Linked DNA regions of Mus musculus: all the other regions are linked to region 1. A link is a contact called in public HiChIP or PLAC-seq and Micro-C data. All regions are on one chromosome and are shown on one strand. Each heading gives the region's core, a stretch centred on a gene start, on an enhancer-like site or on the middle of the called end of the contact. The rest is flanking DNA. Distances are from core to core; before and after follow the strand shown.

What was found. Hi-C and Micro-C count contacts between places; a contact is called where the count stands out from the background. HiChIP or PLAC-seq counts read pairs in DNA pulled down with a chosen protein or histone mark.
Region 2: a FOXA1 HiChIP or PLAC-seq map of pancreatic cancer cells shows a contact between it and region 1. The contact joins two enhancer-like sites. A contact is called at or near these places in 1 of 484 Hi-C or Micro-C datasets (the HL-1 cell line) and 1 of 115 datasets of contacts at active chromatin or transcription factors (pancreatic cancer cells).
Region 3: a contact with region 1 is called in a FOXA1 HiChIP or PLAC-seq map of pancreatic cancer cells. The contact joins two enhancer-like sites. A contact is called at or near these places in 2 of 115 datasets of contacts at active chromatin or transcription factors (astrocytes and pancreatic cancer cells).
Region 4: a contact with region 1 is called in a Micro-C map of the HL-1 cell line, with 3 times the contacts expected there. The contact joins the promoter of Ssr3 here to the enhancer-like site in region 1. A contact is called at or near these places in 2 of 39 promoter capture datasets (liver and pre-B cells), 1 of 484 Hi-C or Micro-C datasets (the HL-1 cell line) and 1 of 9 other capture datasets (adipose tissue).

The regions. Positions count from the first base shown.
Region 1 is chr3:65,601,951-65,605,915 of GRCm38.p6, forward strand. No RefSeq gene overlaps it. Among named protein-coding and RNA genes, the nearest start is that of Gm34924, 23 kb to the left of the region's middle. Within about 2 kb of position 1,756, at least 39 of the 459 cell types and tissues checked have an H3K27ac peak or open chromatin away from gene starts, as enhancers often do. A contact at or near this core is called in the HL-1 cell line and pancreatic cancer cells, where this site is marked.
Region 2 is chr3:65,842,246-65,846,157 of GRCm38.p6, forward strand. No RefSeq gene overlaps it. Among named protein-coding and RNA genes, the nearest start is that of Gm25755, 73 kb to the left of the region's middle. Within about 2 kb of position 2,261, at least 65 of the 459 cell types and tissues checked have an H3K27ac peak or open chromatin away from gene starts, as enhancers often do. A contact at or near this core is called in the HL-1 cell line and pancreatic cancer cells, where this site is marked.
Region 3 is chr3:65,440,426-65,443,947 of GRCm38.p6, forward strand. No RefSeq gene overlaps it. Among named protein-coding and RNA genes, the nearest start is that of Gm34576, 7.2 kb to the right of the region's middle. Within about 2 kb of position 2,041, at least 175 of the 459 cell types and tissues checked have an H3K27ac peak or open chromatin away from gene starts, as enhancers often do. A contact at or near this core is called in pancreatic cancer cells, where this site is marked.
Region 4 is chr3:65,390,239-65,394,224 of GRCm38.p6, forward strand. It overlaps Ssr3 (signal sequence receptor, gamma), which reads right to left and starts at 2,315. Exons shown (of 5, transcript NM_026155.3): 1 at 2,167-2,315; 2 at 1,087-1,213. The coding sequence starts at 2,299. It also overlaps the pseudogene Gm5540.

The DNA of each region.
Region 1 (3,965 bases), core at 506-3,005:
ATGTGTGATGTCAGACCAGTTTACACGAGTCCAAATTTTGTGCAGCTGTTAGACTCAGATGTTCTCCTTCATTTTTTATGTCAGCACCATCCCAATAAACGCACTGATCTTGAGACTGAAAAGCAAAGTGAGGTCTCTGCTCTTGAATGTGTTTCAGAGCCTGAAAGGTCTGTACCACTTTTGTGTGGGTCTCACCAGAGGCTACATCAGAGTGGTGGCTTTCAGTTCTCTTGGAAGCAAAACAAAATGAGGGAGATCAGTGGAAGAGTAGGCGCAGAACGTGCGAGGACATCAGTTCTCAGGCAAATTAGAAACCATTACCTAGAATCATGTGCCCTTGGAAGGAGATCCCACCAGAGGACATCTTCAGTTCCACACAGACACAGCAGTTTCTCTAAAAGACATTGAACTGGTTTCTGACAGTGAAAGGCATTGGCTAATGAGTGTCCCTGACCCCATGGTGCTGAGACTAGCAAGCTTGTTTTGGGTTTATTTTATTGTTTATTTTAAGACAATTCACTATCTTTTATCACTACAAGGGTGGTCAAAGGTTGCCACCCAATTAAAATTACAAGGTATTAAAAGATAAGTAGCCCCCAACATTTATGTGGAATGAAGAACAACTTAAAATAGGTTTTTAAAACCTAAAACTAGGTCTACATATGCTATTTGGACTCTCCATAATGTGACTCAATGTATATAAATGCTGAGAGTTGTAGGTTTTCTGTTCTTCACTTTGGAGAGACCATGATTCTTCATGGTTGGGTAAGGAAACCAAACTTTGGGAATTTAAAGGATGGATGTGGGTGGTGGTAAGAATTGTATGGTCTTATTTTGGGACAGAAAGTAAGATTTGGCTTCACCTTTATTTCTTCTTCTGCCCTTTGTTATTACTTCAGTGACTCTGGCTGTCACTGTCTCCTTCCCTTGTGAGAGAACAGAAGAAACTTGCCATCAGTTTCCTGTCTGAAGGGGGCTTTGGCCCAAGAAGTCCTCTTATAGAATTGTCTGGCTTGCCTTTTTCTCCTCATCATGTTCTGTAGTAAAGGTTTTTGAAAGCCAGGGAAACAAAACTTCTCCAGCTTATCTCCTGAAGACAGAAAACATTCGGTTGCACCACGCTGTGAACACTTTAGGGCTTGAGTCTCATTCCAGAAGCATGGTGAGCTTCGCTACTTAAGATAGAAATTTCCCCGCTGTGTTCCTTCGGCAAGCAAACGGAAGATGTTGTGAGATCCTGAGCTCTGTGTAGACTCTAGCTTTTAATGCTCAGCGGTTGAAACTGCTACGCAAGAAGTCATTCTATTGGGTGTTTGGAAAAGATCCACTGAACAGCATCTTCCTAAATACGGTTGAAAGAAAGCAGGTTCCAAGTTAACAAGGTCAAAGCATGCTTGGAATGAGGCTTAATCAATTGTTTGGAAGCTACCACTTGCTAAACAGAAGGCTGAGGTTCACTGCATTAGTAGCTTCAAGGGTTCCTGAAACCCTCTGGATGTGATGACAGATGTTCAAGAACTTAATGCTTCTTGAGTGTGGTGCTGGTCAGATGTTGTAACTCAAGCCAGGTGAGTCATGTAGCAGCACATGACTGATAGGCAACTTCTGAACATTCTCAGCTAGGAAAAAAAAAATCTGACAATTTACAAAAAAAAAAAAAAAAAAAAAAAAAAAGAGGCCTAGTGGTACTCACAGTCATTCCACAAACACCTCACGTTGTGAAAGTTTCGGTTCTCAGTGAATGAGACCCTTGTGAATGAATGATTTTCTACTCCTGTGACTCATACTACATAAGACTATCTGTCATAGTTCTATTAACAGTCATACTGTGTTCTCTGGGATAAATATATATCCATTTAATGAGGGCATGGAGGAATGTGCAGCATTAAACAAATCTTATAGTAAAAAATACTCCTTGCCATCTGCCTGCTTTCTGGAGGTGGTTTTATTCTTATATTATTGCTGTTTCCTGTATCTTTTACTCTCAACGCCCCGCACTCTGGAAAGATTACTCATCCTTAACTTGAAATAATCCTTTAACTCTTTCACTGCCCAGCATCTTTTAAGCTTCTCCTAACTGAAGGAATGAGACACTCCACAACCAGGCACATAAAATTGAAACATACATAAGGCAATTCTCCCTTTTAAAGCCACCATTGACTTTATGCTGAAAATTACATGTCTGATAGATAACACCTCACTTACTATGAAAATAGCAATTTCAAATAGGTGATCCTAATTTTCTGTCTTTTTCTTCCAGTGTTTCAGTTCTGTATGTGTTATCCATTTTGATACCATCTGCAGCTTTTTAAAGGTTCTGGAGTTCTTAGTTCTTTATTCTTTTGTGTTGCAGGTTGGGAAATTTCTATCTGATCATCTGCAAATTCACTAGCTCCTTCCCTCACTGTTATCAGTAGATGTCCTGGAAGGCCAAACTCCTGGAATACAGGCCACCGACATCTCAGGGTGGGTCAGAAAACTCTAGGATTTCCCCTCCCCTATACTCTATCACTTCACAACAACCCTTTAATGGGTTACAATGGAAAGAAATGTAGGCGCCAGACACTGTCTGAGGGGCAGAGAGAGCCAAGGCTAAGAGAGGAGTTAGGAACAAGGGCACTAAAATATCTGAATCATTTGGAATTTATACAAGCTCTACGTGAAGTTCTGCTGTAAGCCAGATTAGTAGACATGCTCATTAAAGGCTTGTTTTACCTCAGAACCTACTATAGGTACAACCAGGTACCTGGTGTTTAGCCAGAGATTTCAGGTTATACTAAAAGAAAAGAAAAAAGAAAGGAAAAAGAAAGATACACTGTGAAGATATTCAGTAGCCACCAAAGCCAGCTTTAGATATGACATAGATGTTGGAATAACCAAAGAACTTAAAACATATTGATTAACATATCAAGGTCATTACTGGAAAAATGGACAGCATGGACCATCTGGTTAGTAATGTCATCAAAGAAAAAACTTGGGTTGGAGCAATTAAGAGCACTGGCTACCCTTATAGAGGACCCGGTTCCCAGCACCCACATGGTGGCTCACAACTATCTGAAACTCCAGTTCCAGGGGATCTGATGCCTTCTTCTGACTTTCATGGGTACCAGGCACACATGTGGCACATACACAAGAGAACACTCATATACTTTAGATAAATAGATAGATAGATAGATAGATAGATAGATAGATAGATAGATAGATAGATAGTAGATAATAACATTTTTATTAAAGGAAAAAACTACAAACAACAACAACAACAAAAAAGCCCAAAACTAAGGAGACTTTCCAATTTGATGTTGAAAGGAAATGACTCAGTAAAGTACCTACCTCACAAGCATGAAGGCCCGAGTTCAATTCCCCATATCCCAAGTTAAAAAGACAGATGCTGGAGACAGGCAGAGCCCTGTGTTGTGGGCCCGTCAGTCTAACTAAACTGATGAGTTTCAAGTTCAGTGAAAGGTCCTGTCTCAAAATATCAGATGGACAGCAGTTGAGGAAGACACTGAACCTGATCTCTGGCCTCCACATATGTATACGCACGTATACCTATATATACACGCATTACACACATAAACAAAAAAATAGTAGAAGTAATGGGTAAGTGTTTAGATATAAATGTTTGTAGCTACCTAGGGGAAACAATGAAAGTATGGATGTTAAGATGCACTTTCATCTCTAGTAAAGATGGGGGAGGGGTCTCATTTCATGGGAAGTTATCATATTGCAATTCAAGCATGTATTATTCTTGCAATTTGAAATAGTCAACACAAAGAAGGTGAGTCTTACTCATCCATGAGAGAAAGCTCTCTGGGAAAAGATCTCCTTTAGTTCTTATTTTTAGACAGTTCCGGAGTTATTGACACATTGCCTTTTTGTCTGAGTAAAAGACCTCTTGGGAATGTAGCATGGTAGGAGAGTCACCTCTCCGCTAGTGGGAAGAGTTGGATAACCTTGGCCCGTGC
Region 2 (3,912 bases), core at 1,011-3,510, 240 kb after region 1:
CTAACACCCTCTCCTAACCTCCGCTCGCGCGCACACACACACACACACAATTTTAAAGAATATATATATGTATATACTTTAAATATATATATATGAATATATATGTATATACTTTAAATATATATATGTGTATATATATATATATATATATATATATATATATATATATATATATACTTTAAAAATAAAAGCAAACAAAGCAGTATACGGTTATGGGTATGTTCAATGGGTGTACATATGCTCTGTCAATCCCCACATTGGGGACAATAAAGAAAAAAAATAATGAAAACTGACAAGGGATATAACCATCACCACCTACCCAAAAGGAAAGCCAGGTCCTCTAAACTACAAAGTCACCTCCTAGCGCCATAACCTAAGGCATGAACTGCCCTTTTTCTATCTTCAGAGACCACACCACAGCCTTGGAATTGAACCAGCCAGCTGGGCTGGGTATTTCAATGTGACTGTCCTTGAAGTATTGCAGCACCCGTGTTTCCCATTTCCGAGAAGCTGGACATTGTTCTTGAACAGAAACACACTTGAAGCTACAGTGTAGATGCAGCAGAGATCACTGAAAACGTTGATGCATCTTTTGCTTGGCTTGGAGAGATATCAAGCATTCACTTGCCATCTGTAGATCAGTAATATTTTGATCTTTATTACTTTACGTGGCAATTGGGCAAGAAGCTCTATTGTCAGTCCCTACCTTTTCACATGCTGAATGCTGTTGCATCAGGACATGAGTTTCCCTTTTAAGCTTAGGCCTGTGATACTGAGCATATTGATTCTCCTTTATGAGCACAGACTGGAGTGAACTCTGTGCCCAATAGTGAAATGACTGCATTTAAAAAAAACAAGACAAAACAAACAAGAAAACCACTCAGAACTTCCTGCATCTGTTACTTTGTTGTGCTGGAGATAAACAGAATCTCCTTTATTAACCTCTGCACAATTTAAAAGGAATGAAAGCCCGAGTTTATCAAGTTCATGTTACTATCTTTATGTGCTGGCATTTGGCAATGTCTTCAGTCATTGTTTTTCATTATCGCTCTGGCTTTCAGAGCCTCCAGTGCAGTCACTTTGGCAAACTCGTGAATGCCAGCAGCCGTGTGAAGACAATGAGTGTCACTCTGTAATGTGACATGGGGAAATATTTTTCAATTTCCTAGCAGGTGCTGAGCTATGATTCTGACTCATAAAGGTGGTGATTATCTGTCTTTTCTGAAGTGAAGCAGCAGAGGGGAAAAAAGCATACTAAAACTAATGAAGAAAGCAAAAGTTGGGTCTGTTCTCTCTAGCTGGAGGATCTCTGGTCCTGGGAGTTGTTTTTCTCTCCTGTAAATGGATTGTTGTCTTGTGAAAGATAGCATCAGAGAGGATATTTGACTTTAGCAGGGACTGTTGGTGAACTGTATCCCTATACCTATGGACAATTCAAGAAAGATAAAAAGCATGAGGGCTTTATAGTGCTGAGTGTGGATGAAGCTTCTCGCAGACTGAAAAGAAATTCTTACCAGCTGCAGCACAAATACTGTTCAGAAAGGATTTTACATCAAGAGTTGTTTAACATCAGTATGCTTCATACAGGGAGGTCGCTGATCATATAGATGTGGTGTGTTAAGTAGAAACAGGAGTTGATTGATTCCTGTACAGCATGCATTGGTGATACAATGAATTAGACCCCATAATGGTTCTCCCTAGGTGTGGTGGAAGTGAAGGATAGGAGGGTGGTGGAGAAGGCTGATTTGACAGATGATATGAGAAGACCAGCTGACAGCAAAGGGAAGATGTTGCAGGATACATGTGCTTGAAGTATCAGAGGCCGGATACAGGACCAGAATATTTCCTCTATGCCTTCCTTCAGCATGGACATTATGTATCTCTATAAAATTTAGGAATCACAAACTTAAGAAATTATCTCTGAAGAGACAGCATTTATTTAAATGTCCTTGATCCATCCAGGGACCGGTAGCCTTATCAGTCAGTGGAGCCAAACTCCAGGCAGAGCTCAGGGAGTCATCTCCACAGCAAGGATTACAGCGGCCCCACCCATATCATCAGAGACATATAAAGGCGTCAGCAAAGTTCTCTTCCAATGGACTCATTTTTTCTCCAAAATTTGTTTCTTGCTTTCCAACTGCTTTGCTTAGTCTTCTGTAAGTAGATTTTGGGGTGTGGTCGCAGGAGGCCCGCCTGGAGGACTTCGGCGATGGAAGTGGGAGAGGCCCTATGAGTCTCACAGCAAGAATGAAGAGCCTCCTGCCTAAAGACGTTAGTCACTGGAAGTCATCCCTTTCTACCCACAGTGAGTCACAAGCCCCTCAGCCTCGCCTGTGGCGCAGAGGCTAAAGAACCAAAAACAGTTCATGCACATGTGAAACTACATTCGGGATGGACCATGACTGAAGGTCTGCTCCTGAGCTCAGCTTCCTCCAGCATCCTCGGGGGTGGGGTGGGGGTGTAGACCAAGCAGGAAAGTTCTTGCCCCTGTCCATCCTTCCCTCCCTTTGAACATCTTTCCCACACACTGCACACACCTTCCGACCACTGCAGCCAACAGTCTGCTTCTACCACCTGCATTTACAAGGCTTTTAACGTCTTCTGACCAGTCAGATATGCTGTTTATCCTCTCAGTTTCAACCACTGACTTCATTTAAGGTCATGTCCAAAAGGTGCTGTTTGCTACAGAGGGTCAAAAGTCACATTTTCTACTTTTTTTTCCCCTGTGAGTCTCACGCAGCAAATGCTCCTCTGTGTTCCTTTGACTTCCAAAGTTCTTGCTGGCCATAGTTTAACTGGATGCTTGCAGTCACACATCCACACGGTTCCCAAGCAGTGATTCTTAACCTTGTGAAAGTGCCAACGTTCTTTGAAATTGCAGTAGAAGGCAGGGCCTAGGCCCTCCTCAAGAGGACACATGTAAATATGTACAAGTGCTTCATGAAAATGCCAGGCTTCGCAGACCCTCTTGAAGCCTGTTCAGACAGTAACTCCAACCTAATGACCCCTGTTTAAACTCATTCTTCCAACTGTTCTGTGAGGTCATTGTATTGTGACCCATGGGAAAAACAAGGGCTGGTGAGTGGGACTCACCGCTGTCTGTGACTTGCCTGAAGTGGCTTCTGGCCAGGTTCCAAGTCTCCTCTGAAGCCTGTTTTGTGGACTTGTGTTTAGAAGAACAAAGCCAACACGGGAAGTACTTCTTCCAACAGGGTCTGCGTGTCAGAGCAGAGACTGGCATTCTTGGCGTTCTTGCCCATGTGATGATAGCTCCTGTCTGACTAAACCAACCTACAGAGTCCCACTTCGCCTCCTGAAGCAAGGTACCTTACCTAGGGTTAGAGAGACACATGTAAGAACAACAACCTCCTTGTTGTTGCAAATCTTTGACTTTCTCATGAGTAGTCCCCAGCTGTCTCCCCAAATCTGTCTGTACTGCCAGCTGGTCCATGAGGGTGCAGCCATACTGGGTCACTGTTGGGCAAGCAAGCTTTCTCTGTCAGCAGCCATGACTGTCATTCTCATGTCTTGACATAATGTGTTCCACACAAATCCTGGACCCTTTACTCAACTTTCCCCATGGATCTAAAGGCCTCTCTGTGTTCTAGCATGTGAATGATGTGTTGAGAAAGAGTCTCTGAAAGACATTGAGTGATGCTTTATGTAACAGCTCCAGTTTCAACTGTCAATACATGAGATTTGAAATGAAAATCTCCATGTAGCTGTTAATGCACAATGCCTCAGTCACTGCCTCAGAGATCCATCTTTTATTGCCTCACTGCAGGGGCAGGAGGGAAGGGGACAACTACCAATCCCATGGTTCCCCCAGACCCTGGACTGTGAGTTTACCACTGCCTCTTGGCCATCCTTGGGCTCAGCTCTCTGACATGACAAAGGATAATAGCGTCAAAG
Region 3 (3,522 bases), core at 791-3,290, 160 kb before region 1:
ATACTAGCTTTTGAGTTCTCTTCTGAGTTCTAGAAGGGTACTTTTCCAGTGGTTATTTATTATCTCTGTCTTTCTGACTGTCTCTCTCTCTCTCTCTCTCTCTCTCTTTCTGTATGTATGTCTGTGTGTCTGCATGTCTGTCTGTCTATGTCCCTGGAGGCTACAAGAGGGTGTCAGATCCCTTCGAGCTGGAGTTACAGGCAGTTGTAAGCCACCAACTTGGATGCTGGGAATCAAACTCTTGGTCCTCTCCAAGGGTAGCAAGTGCTCAGAGCCCACTGAGCCATTTTCCAGTCCCTCTTCCAGGTAGACATTAAATTTATTGCTAGTCACAGAAATTTTGAGAAAAAGAATTCCATTTTAATAAAATCAAAATGACTAATAGTTCGGCTTTTCATCACAATCCTCCAGCCTCTCCATACACTAAGACAGAGCCGAAGTGGGATGATCTGGCCTTTCATTCCCATTATTACTTTATTATTATTTTTTTTAATAAAAGCAAAGCAGTCACGCCAGAGGCCCTGAAAGATGGCCTTTGCGTGGGCCAGTGCAGGTTCTCAGCATGTGCTCTGTTCCCATGTCCTGTCTGTGACCTCATTGTGAGACAGAAAATAATCTGGTCCAGGGATCAAAGCCTGAAATGTATTCTCATTTCCCCACATTCAAAACAAAGCAACTCCGGGCAAAGGATGAATTTCTATCCCATGGTTCTGATGAATAAAAAAAAATACAAAACTCAAACCCAATCTGGCACAACAATATATTCTTAAAGTAGATACCAATGATCAGTGACTTAAAAATAAACATTCATGCGTGTTTCTGTACATAAACTCATAGTCATATGTATACAGATGTTAGCATTTATAACAGATTCAAGCTGCCTATAAGGGAATTAAAATGCAATTAAAATGCAAATACTACTAGTTCACTTCCACATGTGCGCTAACTACTTCACCTTTATATGGTCCTTGTTTTTGTAAAAATTTCAAAGTTTCTAGTTAATCATAAAGCCAAAACAAACAAACAAAAAACAAAACCAACAAAATAAATAAAGAAGATTAGGAATCTTCTGTTGCCAGTCACAGGGTAACAGGCTCCTTCACCTGGTTGAACTGCAGATTTCAAAAATACCTAGCAGTTTAGGGTTCCATCTGCCTGCTCAGTTGGATCTGTTTTGTTTTGCTTAATCGGGGAAATGCCCATATAATCTGCGTATCTGGCATCCCTTGAAAAATCAGGCCTGGCAACACTGGGCACAGATTCCTGCTTGAGCTGCAGTTTCTAGCCCCTGAGGACAGCCATCCCTGCCGACTTCCCCAGCAGGCTTCACTCAGCCTGTCTGGCCCTGGGGGCTAGAGTTTAGAATCGCTCATTTATAAGTAGGGTTTGTGAACAGCCAACATTCACTGTCCTCATTACCATCCCGGGGAAAATCTGGCCAAGTAACTACACTGGAACACTGAGAAGCAGTTTCCTCTCAGCAAAGTGAAAGCAGCTGGCTCACCCAGCTTGGCTCGTTGGGTTTGTGGGAGCTGGGTGTACCCTCATTTAAAGACTTCACATGCCTCAGATGTGCAAGCGACAAATCCGCTGTGTCCACTCCACTTCCCAAACTCTGCAGCTGGTCTTTAGTTGGTAGACTCTTGGCTCAGTCCCTGGGAGACTCATTTCAAGTGCTTAGAGAGGCACCCGTGGTGGTCCAGTTTGCTAGGCCAGTCTTCTGTCCAGGTTGCTAGTGGTTAGAGCCGAAGATCCCCTGAGCCAAAGGGTCGAAAGAATGAATAAGGCACATGGCAAAGAGAGATGTTATCTGGAGAATCAAGTTATGTCTTATAAAATAACAGAGTATTTCTCATTTTAGAGGTGAGGAACAGCCCAGCCCTCTGAGCTTTTATTTATGCAATAAATATTTATTAGACACCAACTTTGTGTTACTCATTGTGATGAACTGGAAACGCAGTAATGACTAGGCTTGGCCCCTGCCCTGGAGAAGTTCATAGGGGAGGGAATTAATCTGCATACTTATAATTCCACAGCAATGTGGGAAGTGACTGGCACCAGCTTAGCGGTGGGCGGAGTTAGAGATCAGTGCTTCAGAACTGGCTAGAAGACTCTACAATATTCCCACCTGATTCCATTCTCTGTCTTGAAACTTACAAAAACAGATTTTTAAAAAAATGTTCTATCACCCACCCCACCCCCCAAACTACCCACACCAAGAAGAGGTACCAAGGCGAGTGGGAGCCCACAGGGAATCCCCAGAGCTTGTGATATCAGGGTTGGGTGGGCACACCCATCCTGGGCTCTGTTGGATGCAAAGGGGCCACTGCTACTCAGCTAGAAACTAGAATTGTTTTAAACATTCATTTTTAAAGTTAGAATTCAAAAACAGTTTAAAAACCCAATATGGATACATTTAAAATAAACTCTCACTGGGAAGTTAAGTTCCTTAGTCTTTGAACTTCACCAGAAGTCTCCCTAAACCTCCTACGCTTTGGGAAATTGAATACATTGTAAACTTGAACACATTCTTAAAAAAGAATCCTCTTAAAGACATAAGTGACTGAGAAACAGTTTGTCTCTCCCGAATCTAATTCTTATGATTCTGATTCACCGCAGGTACTCTGACTTTAAGTCGCCACCGGTCCCTGGCACTTGTCATTTACTTCCAGGCTGGTTTTGCTGCCGTGCCCGGCCGGGTGACTTATCTTTCACTGTCTGCAAAGATTTCCTTCTCTGTTACTCACAGGTGTCCTGTTTGCCCTGCCCAGATTGAGCCAACCACATGAAAGGTTTTGTTTTGATTTTCCATCTCTCTGCCCTCCACACTGCTTCCTTTTTATCCAGCTGCAGCTGAAGAGAAACACATGAGCCGAGAATGGACAGCCTCCCTGGCTTTGGCTTTGAGGGGTTTCTTTCTTTCTTTCTTTCTTTTTTTTTTTTTTTTAGTTTGTTGTTGTTGTTCTGAGAAAATATTTTCATTCTTTAATTATTTTACTGCAACTGCTCCTCTCATTAGGATCCAATTTATGCACAATACGTCGAATTAATTTTAATTACCAGCCATGGACTCTTAACTTCCCTTAGCAACATTGCAGAAGGGACTTCAGCTTCTTCTGTAATGTCTTCTATCCTCTGCTTCTAAATGGTATACGCTACAAAGCCAAGGATGCAAACTGGTGCCTCTAACACAATATCCATATTTTAAGTGTTCTAATATGTTGAAATGCTTTAGGTAAAACTTACTTTCGTTTCTCTAGTCTCTTCCTTGTAACCATTAAAAAAAAAAAAGTGGCATCACCAACTCTGACTCTCCTCTGGAAATGCATTGTCCCTCAGGAACATAAGGAATGTTTCATGCTGGAGTTTTAAGCTGAAGCCTTAATAATTAGTAATGCCTAAACGTGATCTAATTTTATGAGCATGAGGAAAGTGATCATTTATAGTGCCCAAGACAATGCTAGCAGCTGGCATTTCTTAATTGCTTGTTATATGACAGTGTTGCTCAGGTCACTCTGCATC
Region 4 (3,986 bases), core at 1,065-3,564, 210 kb before region 1:
AATTTTAAAACAGTAAATAGATGACAAATTTAAGATCGGAATACCTACTGCCTTTAAAAAATTACTTTAGAAGCTCAAGAGAAGGCTCAATAGTTAAGAGTACACATTGCTCTTGCAGAAGAGCTGAGTTCAGTTCCCAGCACCTCTATCAGGTGGCTCAGAACTATGTGCAATTCCAGTTCCAGAAATCTATCACTATCTTCTGGCCCCTCAGGCAAGAGACACACCAAACCACAGACACAAACACACAAGCGCAGTTCAAAAGTAAAAGAGTTAATTATTTTTAAAAAAAATAATAATACTTCAAAGAAAAACCTAAAAGGCCCTATTGAACAAATAAGGGAATAGCCTGCTACACCCTCCTGTTTTATTTTTAGGAAAGCAGAGTACACAAGTGCTTAAAACATAAAAATTTACTGAGGTAAAACTTAGGTTTTCCAGGCTGGAGATATGGCTTAGTGGTTAAAGAACACTAACTGCTCTTCTAGAGGTCCTGAGTTCCATTCCCAGCCACCAAATGGTGGCTCATAGAATATATGTAATGGGATCCAATGCTATCTTCTAGTGTGTCTGAAAACAGCTATAGTATACTCATATAAAAATTTTTTAAAAAGAAAGAACTTTGTGTAAAAAAAAAAAAAAACTTGGGTTTTCTTCTCCTAAAGCTAGTAAAATAATTCGTCTTATACGTGATCTTGAAATTCAAGAAATAGGGTTGTCTTCTACAGTGAATAGACTTACAAGATTAAAAAAAAAAAAAAAAAAAGTAACTGGCATTGAAAATGTCAGAGAATTTTTAATTTTTTGCTTCCAAAATTAGTAAATGGGCAGCCTAAAATAATTTCTAGAAAGAAATCCACTGAGTTTCGGAAACATTCATTGATTTAATAGACTTGTTTTTCTGACCAAACCATCAATTGAAGACTGGGAATGAATATTCAAACTCCACCCTCAAAACCTATTTCCACAGAAGTGTCATATGGTTCACGATTAACTACATACACATTTCAAACTAATGCTTATAAATCATGTTTAAGACCCCCTAACATAAAATATGCAGACTGGGGTTGGGTTTAGGGTACTTACTTGTGCTTCAGAACAAATTTTACATTCTTGTACGCGAAGGCTACTAAGTAAGTGCTTACTAAGGTCATCACACTGTAGAGCACAGCAGACTGGATGAGATCCATATGCCATATTCTCCAATACAACCCTGAGATAAGACAAAAGCAAGGGACACACAACATCACTGCCCCATTGCACATGCCAGACTACAGCTAAGCCAGGTAAATGAGAGTCAGTAAATCCCACCCAGTATCCGAAAAACTTCACTAGAGGTGAGATAGACAATAAACTGGGTTTGTCCCAGTTCAGGGCTTTCCCAGTACAGAAAGGTAGGCTGTGGGGATATTGCTAGTCTAGAAATTTCATCTTCTAACTTGAGAACAAACTGGGAGTGGGGATTACAAATAATAACAATTTCACTCATGGAATACTAGGAAGTTAAAACACGGGCCATTTTAAATCAACCGCTGTCCCAAAACTTTGGTTAACTTGCTGACGTGGCTGCTCACTGAAATCCAAACAATGCTTTGTCGGGCCAGTGAACCCAGGGGGCTCCACACCACATTCACTGCAAGCTGAGCTTTTTACAAGGCCAAAATAACAAAGAACTTTTTTTGGACATGATTGGCCTGCAGCACTGCGGCAGTGCGGGTCAGGAGACAGGAAACTCGGAAAACCTGGACTTGGAGACAGTTTTGGCCTTCAAGTGGGCAGTTTCTCATTCAATCGAGAAGGCTCGAGCTGCTCTCTAGGAGTTATTGAAATCCTAAACAAGGCTGATCGCGGACCTCGGGCAAGGCCTAACTTGGCATTCTGCACGTCCAAAGGATGCTCGGGAGTAAGGGGAGGTTTGCCACGGGTCACGCTGCTAATTCAGTGAAGGTTTATCAGTGGCTCCCCCGCCCGGTTCATTAAAGACATCCTAGTGTCCAACAGTGGTGAGGAGAAGGGCAGTGTACCAAAAAGAGATTCCGGGCCAGAACCCGCGCCCGGCTCAGAAGCACGCCGCGAGTGACTTCCCGAGGACGCTGCTCCGGACACTAGGCCTCCCCGCCGCGCCCGCCACGTCCCCGCCGCCACCGCCGCCCGCCCGAAGCTCACAGATGGGGATGGCAGACACGATGAACGCGTTCCCGAAGAACAGCGCCGACGATTTGGCCGACAGGTTGCGGCTGAAATCCTGAAGGAGCAGGTCCTCCTCGGACTGCTGCTTGGAGCCGCCTTTGGGAGCCATGGCCGAGCTGAAGACTGGAGGCCGGGAGCAGGGAGGCAGGGAAGGTTCAGAAGGCCGCGTATCCGCCCGCGACCCGTCAGCGCAACGCGGAGGCGGGACTCCGCAGGGTACGCTGCTTCGGGATTGGCCATCTTGCCGTCGTTTCACAAGCGTCGAGGTACGATTGGGCATGCGAACAAGACTTCCGCATCCTTCAGGGTACGTGGCGCCTCAATGCCACAAAGAATGAAGGGATTTGTAGTTTAGTGTGTAGTTTAGAGCTGCTCTCTAACTCGCCTGCCTCAGTCTCCAGAGACAGGCTTGGATAATCGAAATGAGCAACCATACAAGCAGTACTGTTTTAACTAACTAACCAGCTAGCTAACGAACTAACTAACGTTATTGGTATTTCATTCCACATGTGCACTTTATATTTCTTTTTAAATTTATTACATTGATTGAACAATTGGCTCATTGGTTGATTGATGATTAGTTGATTGATTGATTGGTTGGAGGGCCGTGCCACAACGTTGTCAGAACACAACTTGAGGAAGTTAGTTGTCTACTTTTACTTTCTGGGTCCCAGAGATTGAACCAAATTGTCACGTTTGTGTCTTTACCCTCTGAGCCATCTGCATGGTTTAATTTATTATTATTATTATTATTATTATTATTATTATTATTATTACTATTACATCATTTTAATCAACAAAGCCTCTTAGCCTCTAAAAGACTCTCTCATTACAGTCTTTAGAATTGGAAAATAAAAAAACTCTTGTGGAGTTTTACTCCTGGCCCAGACCCGCGGCGGAAGCGAGCCATGGCTGTCTATCACGGGATGCTGCGCTTCGGGAGGCTGTGTATCGCGAGCCTGGGGGCGCGGGGCCCCCGGACGCTGCTCACTCGCCCTCGGCCGAACTCGAAGTTGCAGAGTGTCCGCGCTCTCAGTTCTGGAATGGTGAACTGCACCAACCCCTTGCCCATTGGAGGCCTCAGCTACATTCAGGGCCACACCGACTCCCATCTTGTGAACACAACTGTGGGCGAGTGCCTTGACGCCACAGCGCAGAGGTTCCCCGACAGAGAGGCTTTGGTTATCCTCCATGAAAACATCAGGCTGAACTTTGCGCAGCTCAAGGAGGAGGTGGACAAAGCTGCTTCTGGTCTTCTGAGCATTGGCCTCCGCAAGGGTGACCGGCTGGGCATGCAGGGACCCAACTCCTATGCCTGGGTACTTATTCAGCTGGCTACTGCCCAGGCAGGCATCATCCTGGTGTCTGTGAACCCAGCCTACCAGTCCTCAGAACTGGAATATGTCCTCAGAAAGGTAGGCTGCAAAGGTATTGTGTTTCCCAAACAATTCAAGACCCAGCAGTACTACGACATCCTGAAGCAGGTCTGTCCTGAGCTGGAAAAGGCTCAGCCAGGGGCCTTGAAGAGTGAGAGACTCCCAGACCTGACTACAGTCATCTCCGTGGATGCCCCTCTGCCGGGGACCCTGCTCCTGGATAACATCGTGGCAGCCGGTGGCAAGGAACAGAACCTAGCCCAGCTGCGGTACAACCAGCGGTTCTTGTCCTGCTACGACCCCATCAACATCCAGTTCACCTCGGGGACAACTGGAAACCCCAAGGGGGCCACTCTTTCCCACCACAACATCGTAAACAACTCCATGCTGATAGGCCAGCGTCTGAAGATGCCCACAAAG